2 separate regions of the Mus musculus genome follow, and region 2 is linked to region 1. The links are chromatin contacts, called in public Hi-C maps. All regions are on one chromosome and are shown on one strand. Each heading gives the region's core, a stretch centred on a gene start, on an enhancer-like site or on the middle of the called end of the contact. The rest is flanking DNA. Distances are from core to core; before and after follow the strand shown.

Evidence for each region. A called contact is a pair of places that touch in the nucleus more often than the background predicts.
Region 2: a Hi-C map of the HPC-7 cell line shows a contact between it and region 1, with 3 times the contacts expected there. The contact joins two enhancer-like sites. A contact is called at or near these places in 9 of 484 Hi-C or Micro-C datasets (the HPC-7 cell line, bone marrow-derived macrophages, cerebral cortex and 6 more) and 2 of 115 datasets of contacts at active chromatin or transcription factors (bone marrow-derived macrophages and embryonic fibroblasts).

Annotation. Positions count from the first base shown.
Region 1 is chr13:108,541,379-108,548,319 of GRCm38.p6, forward strand. No RefSeq gene overlaps it. Among named protein-coding and RNA genes, the nearest start is that of Gm27572, 46 kb to the left of the region's middle. Within about 2 kb of position 2,938, at least 2 of the 459 cell types and tissues checked have an H3K27ac peak or open chromatin away from gene starts, as enhancers often do. A contact at or near this core is called in the HPC-7 cell line, where this site is marked.
Region 2 is chr13:109,201,153-109,208,093 of GRCm38.p6, forward strand. All of the region lies in intron 3 of Pde4d (phosphodiesterase 4D, cAMP specific), which reads left to right. Among named protein-coding and RNA genes, the nearest start is that of Mir582, 120 kb to the right of the region's middle. Within about 2 kb of position 4,394, at least 5 of the 459 cell types and tissues checked have an H3K27ac peak or open chromatin away from gene starts, as enhancers often do. A contact at or near this core is called in the HPC-7 cell line, where this site is marked.

The DNA.
Region 1 (6,941 bases), core at 1,688-4,187:
CCTCAGAAGTCTGGTCTCCTCCTATACATCTCATCACGTGAAAAGAATGCTATTTCTACGTTTCTCTGCCCATTTCTTTGGATATTCATGTTATCTAGAGAAGGAGAAGCCATTGGTGACATAATGTACCAAATACTACACAGCCAGTGGTTTTCCAGTGAGCATGCCATGATGTTTAAACCCTTTGTCAGTTTATGTCATTGGGATTTTTATTCATTGGACTTCATCAGTGTGACAATACGCAGGAAAGTTAAGTCAAAAGAGGACAGATTTACTTTGGCTCATGGTTTCAGTTTATGGTTACTTTGATCAGTGTTTCCAAGCATGTGGTGGGGCTGAAAGCAAGCATTTTACCTCATGACAGCAGTGGGCAGAAGCTCAGGACAAGATGTTCCAAGAACATGCTCCCTAGGGACTTTTACCTCGCTCCATCTCAACTCTGAAATTCACCACCAGTTCTCAATAATGTTATCGGATTATGAATCCACCATAGACTTAACTTGTTCACTATGTCAGAGTCCTCATGATCTGATCGCTTCTCAAAGATTGGATCCATCAGCTGGGGACATGGTTATCAAAAGCCAGTGCACCCCCTTTTGGGGGGAGGAAGGGATTTAGTATTTCAACCATAGCTGCTTGTATGAAGAGCTATGATTTTCTCGTTCAAGTAGGTAGTTTAGTACGTGACTGCCCACGATTAGTAGAGTAAATAGAATCCTGCAGATGCTCACATTATTGATCATTTGTAGCCAATAAAACTTGCATCAACCCAAACTCCTTGGGGATGATTAATTATCTACAAGTAAAATACTCTGTGCTTTCAAACTTCACAGAAAGTCTGCCTTTATTTCATTGCAGCAAGGGGCTCAATTGAGCAGAACTACCATCTAGATATTCTGGTTTGCAGTGGCCACAGAATAAGGAAGGGTGCATTTATATTGCAGAATAAATATCAGAGGGGTCCAGGTGTGTGTTTCTACTCATGATTTTTATGTAAATCTCATGGCCACATCACTTCTTCCACTACTGGAAACTCCCCTTCTTAATAATTTCTTCCTACCGACTGTAGCCTTCCACAAGAGCCTGAAGCCAGACTCGATGCAGTCCAGATATACTTTAACTCTCTTTTATCAAAGCTAAAGAGAACATTTCTTGGAAACTGTGCTGAGTTCTGCATCTTGAAAGAACACCAACTGTGGAAATTTTAATGCGTAATGAAGCCCAGGGAGTAATGGGCTTCATTCCAAAACGCTGCGAGTAGTTACAGTTTAAGCAGGCAAACATGACACACATTCTTAACTATTTTCCAAAATGAAACTGCTTTAGAAGAGAGGTTATTTGAAAAGAAAAGAAATGTCCAGTAGTGACCAGACAGTCCTACAACTCTTCCCCAAGAGGCTTGATGCACAGCCAATGTACAGTTAAATAGTTTAGCAGAATAAACAAGTGGGTTGTCCTGAGAGGTTCTAAGCAGGGAATTCTTTTTCATGGATACTCACAGCATTTGTAACCACTGCTGAATCACACAGTTCATTCCCATTTGATGTGTTATTTTTCTAATAAAATGAGGGTTGTAGTTATCTAAGATATGGTTACTTAACCTCTTATTGAAATTAATTCTTGATGCATGTTCAAAGCTTAAGAGCTTTCACAGGTCACATTTTATTCCTCTTTCCGTCTTTTGTTTTATGATGTAGGATCTTCAAGCACCAAATGACTCTTTATAATATAGCTGCTGGCCAGGCATGATGGCACATGCGTTTCATTCTAGTACTTGGGAGGCAGAAGCAGGCAAATCTCTGTGTATTTGAGGCCAATCTGGTCTATATAACACATTCTAGATCAGCAAAGGTTACTCAATGAGACCCTACCATAAAGAAAGGAAGTCTTTATTACTCTATCTGCCCCTGCTCTTACTCTAACAGTGTTATACTTCCTCTTGATCTAATTTTTCTACGATAAAAACACCATTGTCTAAACTGTTGTTATCTATGGTCTAGTAAACCAGAAGAGAAAATAATTGTTGTACTTTGTAAGTCTTTACAGAGAACTTAAGGCTAACATTTTATTGTACTAATATTTTGATTTTTTCCATTATGAAATATAAACAAAACACCCGTAGTTATTGTTGGCTTGCAAAAGATGCATGTAAACAATTATTTTTGTGTTGCATTGTTATTAGACCTCTTTTTTAATCACATAAAAATTCTCTTTTTTTTATCACATAAAATTTTTCTGCTTGAATTTGTACAAGTAGTACTTAAAAGCCTATATTCAGGGGATGAGATACAAAAGTATGAATGTGAAACGTCCCCACAGACCTTTGTGTTGAACAGTTGGTCCCAAGGTGGCGTTATATTTGGAGATTATGGGTCTAGGTACCTGGGAGATGTAGGGATGTATGGGTGATTCTAGTGCATTCTGGATGAAGTCTCTACTTCCAGATCTACGAGAATGTGGGAGGTCACATTGAAAGCTCCTGCCACAACCAACGGAGTCTCAGGCAGCTTGTTTTCATTGTCGTGAACACATGGTCCCAAGGAAAGCTTCCTTCAAGTTGCTTCCATTTTATATTTTGTCCATGCAATAAGAAAAGTAAGTAATTCAGAAAATTGATACTCTAGTGTGGGGTTGTTGTTATAGTAAACCTGATCATGAGTTTTAGGTGTGTAAACCTGGTTGGCTGGAAGAATATGGAAGAGTTTGAAGCATACTAGATGTGAGAATGATGTGGTCATGGGGACTTGAACTTCTTTCTAGTTTTACGTAGTCAATCCAGACCTCACTGGGCTTGTTACAGATATGTTACTTTCCTGCTGATTATCTATCACAGCACAGCTTTGTGACAGCTGATGCACAGGATTAAATAATAACATTCAGACACTAATCAAAGGCTGCCACTTGTTGTGAAACCCATAAATCCGAAGGAAGACTACCGAGCATTGTACATGTTAATCATGAGAAGCAGCTTTGTGGTTCCCCACACAAAGGGGGAGGGAGTGAAACTGGATAAGACAATTTCCAAAGCAGAGGCATGATTACAATCTCTGCCCCCAAACTGTAGTGTCTCTTCTCTTTAAATGCTTTTTTCTGATTAGCACCCTGACTCTGTTGGGTGTTTGGTTTTCTCTCTTCATTCTTCTCTCTCCTCCCATCTCTCTCAGCTTTTTGTCTTTCCCATGTCCATCTTTCTTCATGTCTGTGTTCATTGTAGTTTTCTAACTTTATATCTACCAAGAGAAAGATTGACTCATTTTTTAGATGACAAGTGTATCTAAGTGTAAATTCATATTTAAAAAAGCCAAATATCTAAGTGTAAATTCATATTTAAAAAAGCCAAAGTTTCAGTTAGTTTCAGCCTTGTTAGGACCATAGAAAGTGACTGATCATGTAGCAGGGTGCTTCTCATTTGAGTCTGAGATGATAGATCAAGATAGATCCAGTAATGACATATCCTGCCCAGTGCCATGACCAGCCTTCGTATTTTTGACTTCCTGTCCAATTTTCTTTGCCCTCAGAATAGCTTCCAAATAACTGTAGATAAAAATAATAAGCTGCCATGAGTTCTAGGAAGAGCAGGGGAGAAAAATAAAATGTTGCAAATGTCCTGATAAGCCATTTTCTCAGAAGATCAGCATACACATTTCTAGTAAAGAATCTATATAAGAAGTTCAGAAAAGTTATTGTAGGAAACATTCGTTGTACATATGTGGAGAGGATAGAAGCCCATAAATTAACCTACATAGAAGAGGAGGGTTTATGGATTTTACAGTAGGAAATAGAATTTTGAAAAAAGAATAATAGAAGTAATCTTTCCCCTCATCTTTACTTATTTTGAAATTTATAGAAACATGCATAACAAGCCTATTTTATTTGATTAATTAAGATTAATATGCTGTCATTTACTTAGGCTAATATACACTTAAAACTCCAGGGGAAGCCAGTTGTAATTTTATTCTCGAAGATCTCTTTTTATCATTATTTACAGCTAACAAGACATTTATGTTCTCCTCTTGGTTCGGCGTGGTGAGGCATTTTTGGCAACATTTTCCTAACTTGAAATCCTCATGTGTGTGGAAATCTAGTTAGGGAAATGACTATGTAAATAACCACTCCTGAGAGTATAATCTCTCCTTTGTGACATAAATTAGATATCTATTCACATCTGTGGAATAATTCTCAGCTTTGCAATTAAATCCTCTGATGTGCCCGAGCAAACATGCCAGTCTCTTCCTAGTCTAGGAGAATTTAGCATTTAGTCAACTTTCTGCTTGAAGAGACAAGCTATATGTGGTTTAGAACAGATGCTTCAATTTCTCCCGATTTGGCTGTAACAGGACTGAGCTTCAGGGAGATGGATCATTAAACAGCAAAGGTAAGAGACACCTCACCATGCACGGTTAGAGTGTTACTGCAAAAAAGAAAATGTGACTTTGAATCTTAAGGGTAGTTTGAGAGTGTCCATGTCTAATAAAGTGATAGTTCTTCCCTTCTCCTTTTCATCTAAAGGTTATTGGTTATTGGAAATCGCCTCTCTTACAGAGTAAAGACAATGTTTTATTCATGAAATTTGGCTCTTTCTTGTGGATTTTGGGGATACGTATAGTTAAAGTAAAACATAGCAAGGTTACTTTAAATCCACTTTTTTTAATGTTGATTTTTCTCACCTTTAGCTATCATGCTTTGTTTTTCTCAGATCTGTTTAAAATCTGGAATACTTCCAAGAGTGATTATTAAAATGTTCACAAATCTTTTTCTTTCATGATGTATCTGTTGCCTCTGGAATTATATGGATACATGACTTTTCTCTTTAACCAAATTTATAGTAGTTATTACATATGCTTTTTAATGTGATAGAAATTTAGTGTGTAAATGTTTCTTTCATACCAAAATTTAAACTCCCCAATGACAAGGTCAGTCTCCTTTACCTAGGCTTTTCTTTTGGTTGTTGGGATAATTGAGGAGTCAGGGAATGTAGAGAAAATATGTACTGCTCTCCAAGGATGAGAAAATATGTATCTGCCTGTTGCTGGCTAGTGGATTGGCTGACCACACACATCCACGGATGCAGAGAAAAGGCTCTGCAGTTGGTTCTTGGAGTATGGATGCAGTGTAATCAAGGATCCAAGGATCTGTGCTTAGCCTCTTCTTTTTTTTTTTTTTTCTGGTTTGGTTGAAAATATTACTCAGTGTGATTGATTGCATTGAAGATGAGAGGGCACTTAGTTAATTAAGAAGAAGAGAATTCTGGGCTTTTGAACAAGCAGTATTTTTTTTCCTTAGGTATGTATAAAAGCCCAGGAACTGAGTATTCATCATTACATCACATCCATATTTTGAGGTTATTTCTTCTTCTTTCTCAATTAATGCTTGTTAACCTTTTAAAGAGAAGGAATAAGAAACACAACTATGATTTTTACTGTTGAACTTTATAATGCAAATGATTATTTAAACTCTCTTTTGGCTTTAATGGATACTCTTCCCAAACTCTGTTTGGTTACCTTTCTAGGCTTTGGATATTGTTTAGAGGAATTCCTGGTAATTGTAAACTGTGTTTTACCATAATGCCAGTTCCATCTTGCTTTGGTGCAACATTAATTTCATCAAGCAAAACATCATGTATGTTTCTTGGTCAGTAATATTAGGGGAAGGATACTCAAACTAGACATCAAATGCTAGCAAATAAAGACCCAGTATTAGGAGTAAATTACCTCTTTTTGAGTTATTGGATACCAGGTTCCCAGAGACTCCCAAACATTTCTCTTGATTATCCTCCACAACACTTCTCTCTCTTTCTCTCTCTCTCTCTCTCTCTCTCTCTCTCTCTCTCTCTCTCTCCCTCTCCCTCTTCCTCTCCCTCCCCTCCCCCTCCCCCCCTCTCTCTCCTTCTCTCTCTCTCTCTCTCTCTCTCTCTCTCTCTCTCTCTCTCTCACACACACACACACACACACACACACACACACACACACGGTATTTCCTAACTATGAACTCTTTTTTTCTATATATTATTTATATGTATGTTTTCAGGGCAGATCACTTGGCACTAGACAACCAATTGGTGTGCTCCTCCCTGGGAAAGAGCACCTCTCCTCTCCCAGCTATCCTTCGTTGTCTATTGCAGCATCATGGCCTAGTGGGCTTCCTCCCATCTGGTTTGGCATGTCCATTCATGTCATCATTGTTCAGCTCTCATTTGAGAGATCATGTTAGAAAGACTTTACCGGTGTAGCTTCTGAAGTTACTAGAAGGCATAATTTCACAGCAAATAAGACACCACATCCTTGAGTCAAATAGAGAAGTCAGGTGGGGCCCGGAAGCTTTATCTCTATTGGTTGACATTCATAGTGGTGGAAGTTACTGGAGGATGAAAGGAATCTTCCATCTTCATCAGCTGCTAACCTTATGAGATACAGTGATGACCGTCTTGGCAAGACATATGCACTAGTGCAACAGTGACAGAACACTATGAGAGTGACTCCTCTCTGATTGGGTGTAAGGCCTGTTCCATGAGATGGAATTCATGCCTTCTACTGTCAATGAGGCCAAGAACTTCATTGGCCTTAGAGAAAAACCTACAGTAGTTTAATAAATGGACATACCAATAAAATGACTCACAATGAATTATTGCTATACACAGAAATCCGTGTGTCTCTCCGCCCTCATCAGAGAAGCTTCTCATAGTACATGAGAATTAACATAAGAAGTCAAAATTGCTTCACATGCAGAGAATAAGAGACTGTGGAATGCTTAGTTTTAAATAGAATGTCTTTATCACATCCTTCGTGACAAGCTCAGGGATCTTCAAGAAAGAGAGAACGTAAGAGCTACAGTTGGTAGATAACTGCAAGGAAACAGTCCTCTGGACACAGTAGGGTCGTTGCATAAATAAACTAATGATCATTGTGACAGCATCCACAAGACTTGTGAAAGGTCAAGCTAGA
Region 2 (6,941 bases), core at 3,144-5,643, 660 kb after region 1:
TGTTTTGTTTTTTTGTTTGTTTGTTTGTTTTTGTTTGTTTGTTTGTTTGTTTTGTTTTTGCAAGCAGTAAAAGAAAACATAAAAGCATCATTGCTAGTGTTTTGTTTTTTTTTTAAGGAATTATACCCAGGAAATCATAAAATACAGGGAAAATTGCTTCATCAACCCTTGGCTGCAGCCTACAAATTAGAGAATCACACAGGAAGGCATTAAACAGGGATGTGAGAGATATGAGTTTGATTTTATTAGTCTTAGCTGAGAGATGAACTTTGTTTTGAAAGCTCCAAGAACCTCTGAGGCCCAAGTTGCAAAGCAGTGTAGTAACACAACATAGACCAGTGGAGCATCAGCCAACCATGGAGAGAGTGGGAGGGGCCACAGCTTGACAGCCAGTAAAGGTAGCACACTGTGTTACAAATGTTTGAGTCCTAAAGATGGTGGTCTGTACCTAATTTAAACTACATAGTCCGATTATATATTTAATAAAATGTAACATATTTTTATATATTATATAATTCTATTAGAATGTCACTCTTTTCTTTATTCATTTGTTCCCTTTTTATTTACTTTGGAGTTATCCAGATTGAAAAAAAAAATTCACCCAGGCATGGTGGCACATGCCTTTAATCCAGCACTTGGGAGGCAGAGGCAGGCGAATTTCTGAATTCAAGGCCAGCCTGATCTACAGAGTGAGCTCCAGGACAGCCAGGGCTACACAGAGAAACCCTGTCTCAAAAAAACAAAAACAAACAAACAAACAAACAAAAATTCACTAACAATAGGATGGAAATAAATGGTGCAGTGGTGTAATCAACAAACTTAATTAATACAATTATATATATATATATATATATATATATATATATATATATATATATACACACACACACACAATTAAGCTACCTGTGTTTTAAATGTATTATTAAATTCCTGTATTCATCTTATATGTATGGATATTTTGCCTGCCTTTATGTCTCTTCATGGTGCCTGTAGAGGCCAGAAAAGAGGGTATTGGTGCCCCTAGAACTAGAGTTAAGATGGCTGTAATCCACCATGTGGGTGCTGGGAATTGAACTCGGGTCTAGAGGAAGAGCAGCCAGTATTCTTAACTACACAGTCATCTTACCAGCCCTAGGTACCTAAGTTTTTTGTTTTTGATTTGTTTGTTTGTTTGTTGTTTTGTTTTTGTTTTTCGAGACAGGATTTCTCTGTGTAGTCCTGGCTGTCCTGGAACTCACTCTGTAGACCAGTCTGGCCTTGAACTCATAAATCTGCCTGCCTCTGCCTCCCAAGTGCTGGGATTAAAGGTGTGCGCCACCACTGCCCAGTGGTACCTAAGTTTGTTTTTTTTTTTTTAATATTTTTTATTACGTATTTTCCTCAATTACATTTCCAATGCTATCCCAAAAGTCCCCAATAACCTGCCCCCCACTTCCCTACCCACCCATTCCCTTTTTTTTTTTTTTTTTTTTTTTTTTTTTTTTTTGGCCCTGGAGTTCCCCTGTACTGGGGCATATAAAGTTTGTGTGTCCAATGGGCCTCTCTTTCCAGTGATGGCCGACTAGGCCATCTTTTGATACATATGCAGCTAGAGTCCAGAGCTCCGAGGTACTGGTTAGTTCATAATGTTGTTCCACCTATAGGGTTGCAGATCCCTTTAGCTCCTTGGGAACTTTCTCTAGCTCCTCCATTGGGAGCCCTGTGATCCATCCAATAGCTGACTGTGAGCATCCACTTCTGTGTTTGCTACGACCCAGCATAGCCACAAAAGACAGCTATATCAGGGTCCTTTCAGCAAAATCTTGCTAGTGTATGCAATGGTGTCAGCGTTTGGAAGCTGATTATGGGGTGGATCCCTGGATATGGCAGTCTCTAGATGCTACCTAAGTTTTAAAGTGAGAAAATTTAAGTAAATAAGCGATGGTTGATCCAAAATGGAATTTATCTTTTATAACATCACCGCCTAACTATCTGATATGAGTGTAACCACATAACTTCTTAAATTTTGTACATTTTGTGTTAAATTCCAAATGCTAAAAATTGGATGCTATGCAAAAGAATAAAATTTAAAGATTCTTGGGATATTTATAAATTACTATAAGCTTGTTATGTTATGAGTTTAGCTACCCCTCACTACAATCTCGTATACAAGCTTGAACTTAATATTTCAACAGTAATTTTATACCCCCAAATAAGGTAGTTATGTATATTTTGAGAATTAGATAGCATCACAAGCCTATTGAGATTTTTTTTCTTAACAAAATAAATAAAAATGTTCCATTAAACTCTTTTCTAAAAATTCCTATCAAAGGAGGGAATGAGTTATCCACTGGCACGCCTGAGTGTCAGCTGGACCCATGATGACTTTGTAGGAAACAGAGGAGACCCATCTGAAAGTGGGTGACAGGATTCTGATGGTTTGCTACTCAAATCTGGAATTGCTTGTGACAAGCTACGTCTGATTTTCTTCAGCATTTAGCATCCAGGATTTTCTTTATCTAACCTTCAAGAGTAGGTCAGGAACTGAGAAGAGGGGTCAGGAGCTGGGAGAGGATCCTGTTATCTGAACTGACCTCTCTCTCCTCCTCTCCACAAGCTGCGAGGTGAGCATCCATACACCTAGCACAGGGGATCTTACGAACTGTCACAAGAACACGTGAGAAACAGGAGGAGGCAGAGGGCAGAAATCGACGGTACGCAGGAGAACAAATAAATTCATCTCAACCATTTAAGAAGCAGGAAGGTGAAGACAAGGAAATACAGTTATAACAGAGAAGAAGTTTAAGTATTAGTTGATTGTCAAAACTCATCACCTTCCTCACCATAATTTAGAGTAGGCAGATTGTGTGTGTGTGTGTGTGTGTGTGTGTGTGTGTGTGTGTGTGTGAAAGAGAGAGAGATACAGAGACAGACAGACAGACAGACAGAGACAATATATGTGTGTGCAAAAGAGAGATATACAGAGACAGAGACAGACAGACAGACAGAAAGTCAGACAGAGACAATGTGTGTGTGTGTGTGTGTGTGTGTGTGTGTGTGTGTGTGTGTGTGTGTGTGTGTGTGTGACAGGCCATGACTGTTCAAGGTCAAATGACTAGTGGAGGTATAACTCCTCTGGAAACAACTCCTTGTGTTCTACAAGCAGCGCTTGTAGAGATGAATGCAGAGATGCTGATGATAATTCCACAGTCTTTCCAAAGCACCCCTGTAATCTCCATGCAAAATGCCTCATAGAGAGAAGAATGTATTCTACTGCCCTTCTAATTTGAATCATCTGCCTCAGAACTTTCTCACTCCTTGTCCTGCTGCCGTCTGTACTCACGCCCTTAATTTCATAACTTCATTGGCCAAAGGCATTAGGTTCCCTGAAAGCCAAGGGAATATTGGACCACCTGATGTGGGTGCTGAGAACTGAGCTCACATCCTCTGCAAATGTGGGGTGTGCTCTTGACCACTGAACATCTCTGTAGACCTGCTTCTAGACATCCTAGTACTCCACATTTCATATTTTAGTTCCCTTTCTCCTTTAGATTTTTATTTGACTCACCATGAAATCATGAGTGAGAAAGATTTTGTACAGTCATGCCTGGTGCCTACCATCAAATTTTCCCCAAAGAAATTATGAGTAGACCACCTGATTTCCAGAAAACAATACTAAAAACAAGAACTCGGCTAACACTGGAATCACACCCTTGTTTGTGAGTCACAGGCCTATTGACACACAGTATGGGAAGTGTGTGATCTTGATGACGATTTTAGAGTGAGGTTTTCAGGGAGAATGAGAGAAGAAAAACCAAAGTCCATGTAAACTAGCTCCGGGGCCCTTGGGAAGGAAGCACAGGTAAACCTCTCAGCCGGATGCCTGGCAGCCACTTCTGACCACACGTGCATGGAGAAGCAGCAGCAATCAGAAAGAAGCCACATGCATGAGTGCTGGTTTAAGAGAGCTGCAGCCTGGCATGGGTAACATGACAGCACTCTGCTTTATCCATGAAAGTAAGACAGAGATGGAAACATTTGTCAGAGTTGTTTTCTCTTTCTCCTCAGAATACTCAAACTGCTCGTAATATATTATTTATAGATTTATCAATGTGTAGCAAGGGAAGATCCACAGGAGTAGTATCACAGAAACCAGCCCTTTCCCCAGTATCCAGGCAGTGGAGCCCCATAGCAAACTGCCAGGGGTCCTCACATCTTCCCCCTGGTCGGTTCTTGTCAGTTTTACTTCACTCATTTCCCTTCTTCCTTTTCTCTTTCCTCTCCATCATCTCTTCCCCCAACCCCAGTGACATCTAGCGAATGGCTGCATCCTGCTAGCAGCTGTTGGTGTTAGGAAGGTAACCTCCAGGTGACCCGAGAGCCAGGACAGTATCCGTGAGGTCACTGCTGCTCTGCTACTCAGAGGCAGGAAGAGTTAATCCAATCAGGAAAGAGCCTTTGTCACCACGGGTCGGTCGGAGGGGAGGCAGTTCATAGCGTGGAAGCTTTGGTCGGTGATGGAGCACTGAAACAGGAGCTAAGTTTATGCCTCAGGGACATTCCTAACCAAGAAGCTCAGGGAGAGTGCCACCACTCACATTTCTAGCATCCTGTCTGTGGCTTTCCGGTGACCATAGTAGTAGGGTGCTCACGATGGTAGCAATGATAACGTAGGCTTCATTCCTCTAATAACTGCCCTGAGCACTGTTTCAGGCAGTGACATGCATGCTTTACATAGATTACCTCATTTAAGCCTATCAGCAACCAGCAAGGCCGCTCTTTTTCACAAGAGAGAATGTTGGGATAGCAGGCTTCCCGAAGCTCACACAGTAATCATGTCACACATTTCCTCCCCACAATGGAGACTTCATTTCCCTATGTGCTCAAGTGGAGCAGCCTGCCCAGTGCCCTTGAAGGCAAGGGAATACTGGGACAACCTGACTGTTAAGTATTCTTAAGTCTGAGACGGAAGCATGCCCCCTGAACAGATGTCAGCTCAGCATCTCTCCTTGAAAGGGTCACTCTGGCCACCCTGGGTCACCTTGGCCACCCTCTGCATCTCTCTGCCCTTTATGCTTCCGACTTTTTCTTCAGATCATGAATCGCTACTAGACTATGTTATGCGTCTTCCGGCTGTCAGAAGAAAACAGCACAAACTGTGTACACATTCAGCTGCAGACATCTATTCACATTCCAGGAGGTTGGCAAGTCCAAGATCCATGCCAGCATGGCTGTGATCTGATGAGGGTTCCCTTCCTGACTAGTGGAGAGCTACCTTCTTATTGCTTCCATACATGAACTGTGCATGTGTGTGTGTGTGTGTATATGTGTGTGTGTGTGTGTGTGTGTGTGTGTGTGTGTGTGTGTGTGTGTCCTGGCAAATGAATACCCCACCCTTATGACCTCATTGAAACTCCATCACGAATGGTTCTGGTGACAGAGAAGGGAACGTATTCGAACCCATGATAGATCTTGACTCGCAGCCCTGTGTAGAAAGGGCATCCTAGGGTCTCTTCCCTGTCTCCCCCCAGGACAGAGCCTATTTAGGGTAAATGCAAGTGGAAGTACAGGCTGCCGTGTTGTAAAATAGCATCACCAATAGCCAACATCAACACTAATATTCCCAAGAAGAGCAGAAGAATTAGGATTTCTGTTTGTAACATTGGATAAAATGATCAATGCTTCTATCAACATCTATTTATTACTTTTTAAAATCTATTTATTTATTTATTATTTTTAGTTTTTAACGATGAAGTCTCCCAGTATGGCCTTGGTTGGCTGTCTTGGAATTCGTTATGTAGACCACGCAGGCCTCAGACTCAGAGAGGTCCGCCTACCTCTACCTCCTAAGCACTGAGATGACAGAAATGTCTTGCCACACCTGGCTAGATGTCTGCTGTCATGTTAACTGCCTCGTTCACATGGCTATTAGTGGGATGGTGGCTTGAACCTTCTCTGCCTTTTCTCCGTCACTTTTTTCTCCAAGAAATGAGCACAAAGAGAATTCTTATGAGTGGATTAACAATGCTACACACAAAGAGGCTTACATATAATAAATAAATAAATCTTAAAAAAAAAAAAAAAAAAAGAATGCTCTTGAAGAATTCAGCCTCAAGTATAGGGGCTGGTGAGATGGCTCAGTGGGTAAGAGCACCCGACTGCTCTTCCGAAGGTCTGGAGTTCAAATCCCAGCAACCACATGGTGGCTCACAACCATCCGTAACGAGATCTGGCGCCCTCTTCTGGAGTGTCTGAAGACAGCTACAGTGTACTTACATATAATAAATAAATAAATCTTAAAAAAAAAAAAAAAAACAAAGAGGCTACATTTGTATCAACGATAAACAGTTGAGGAAAGGTTAGTGAGTTATATAGTTGACTACAAAGATTAAAACAAATCCCAAAACTAAGAATTCATTGTGCCTTCTGGTTAAGTCAACAAAGGTTATTGGTTTTATGAAAATCTCAAATGCTTAGATGTTTTAGTTTGAATTTGTGCTCTCTCATATATTCTCTTTGGCTTGGCCCTCAATTCAGCATATTCACATATGAGACTTTGGGGATATGATTGAGTCTTGAGGGCTCTGGCGTTATCTGTGGTGCATACTGCAGTGGACTTACAACGTGAGAGAGAGCCTTGCTTGAAGGGATGGACCCTTTCAGGAGTTTACCCCACTGGAAGACCACTGGTGGCCAGCCTTTGAGAGTCACATCCTGTTCTCAGATCTTGTCTCAGGATATCTCTTTCTGACATCCTAGAGAGAAGTACCTACCTTCACCACACATACTAGGCCAGTCTCTTCTGCCTCACCTTGGCCCCACAATAGTGGAGCCCAGGTACCGTAGACGGAAACTTCTGAAAGCAGGAGCTAAGGCAGAGCCTCCCTCCTTTGTTTCTCAGGCATTCTGTCAACAGCAACGATAAGCTGACTGAGACAGGACCATGCCTAGCTGCACATCAC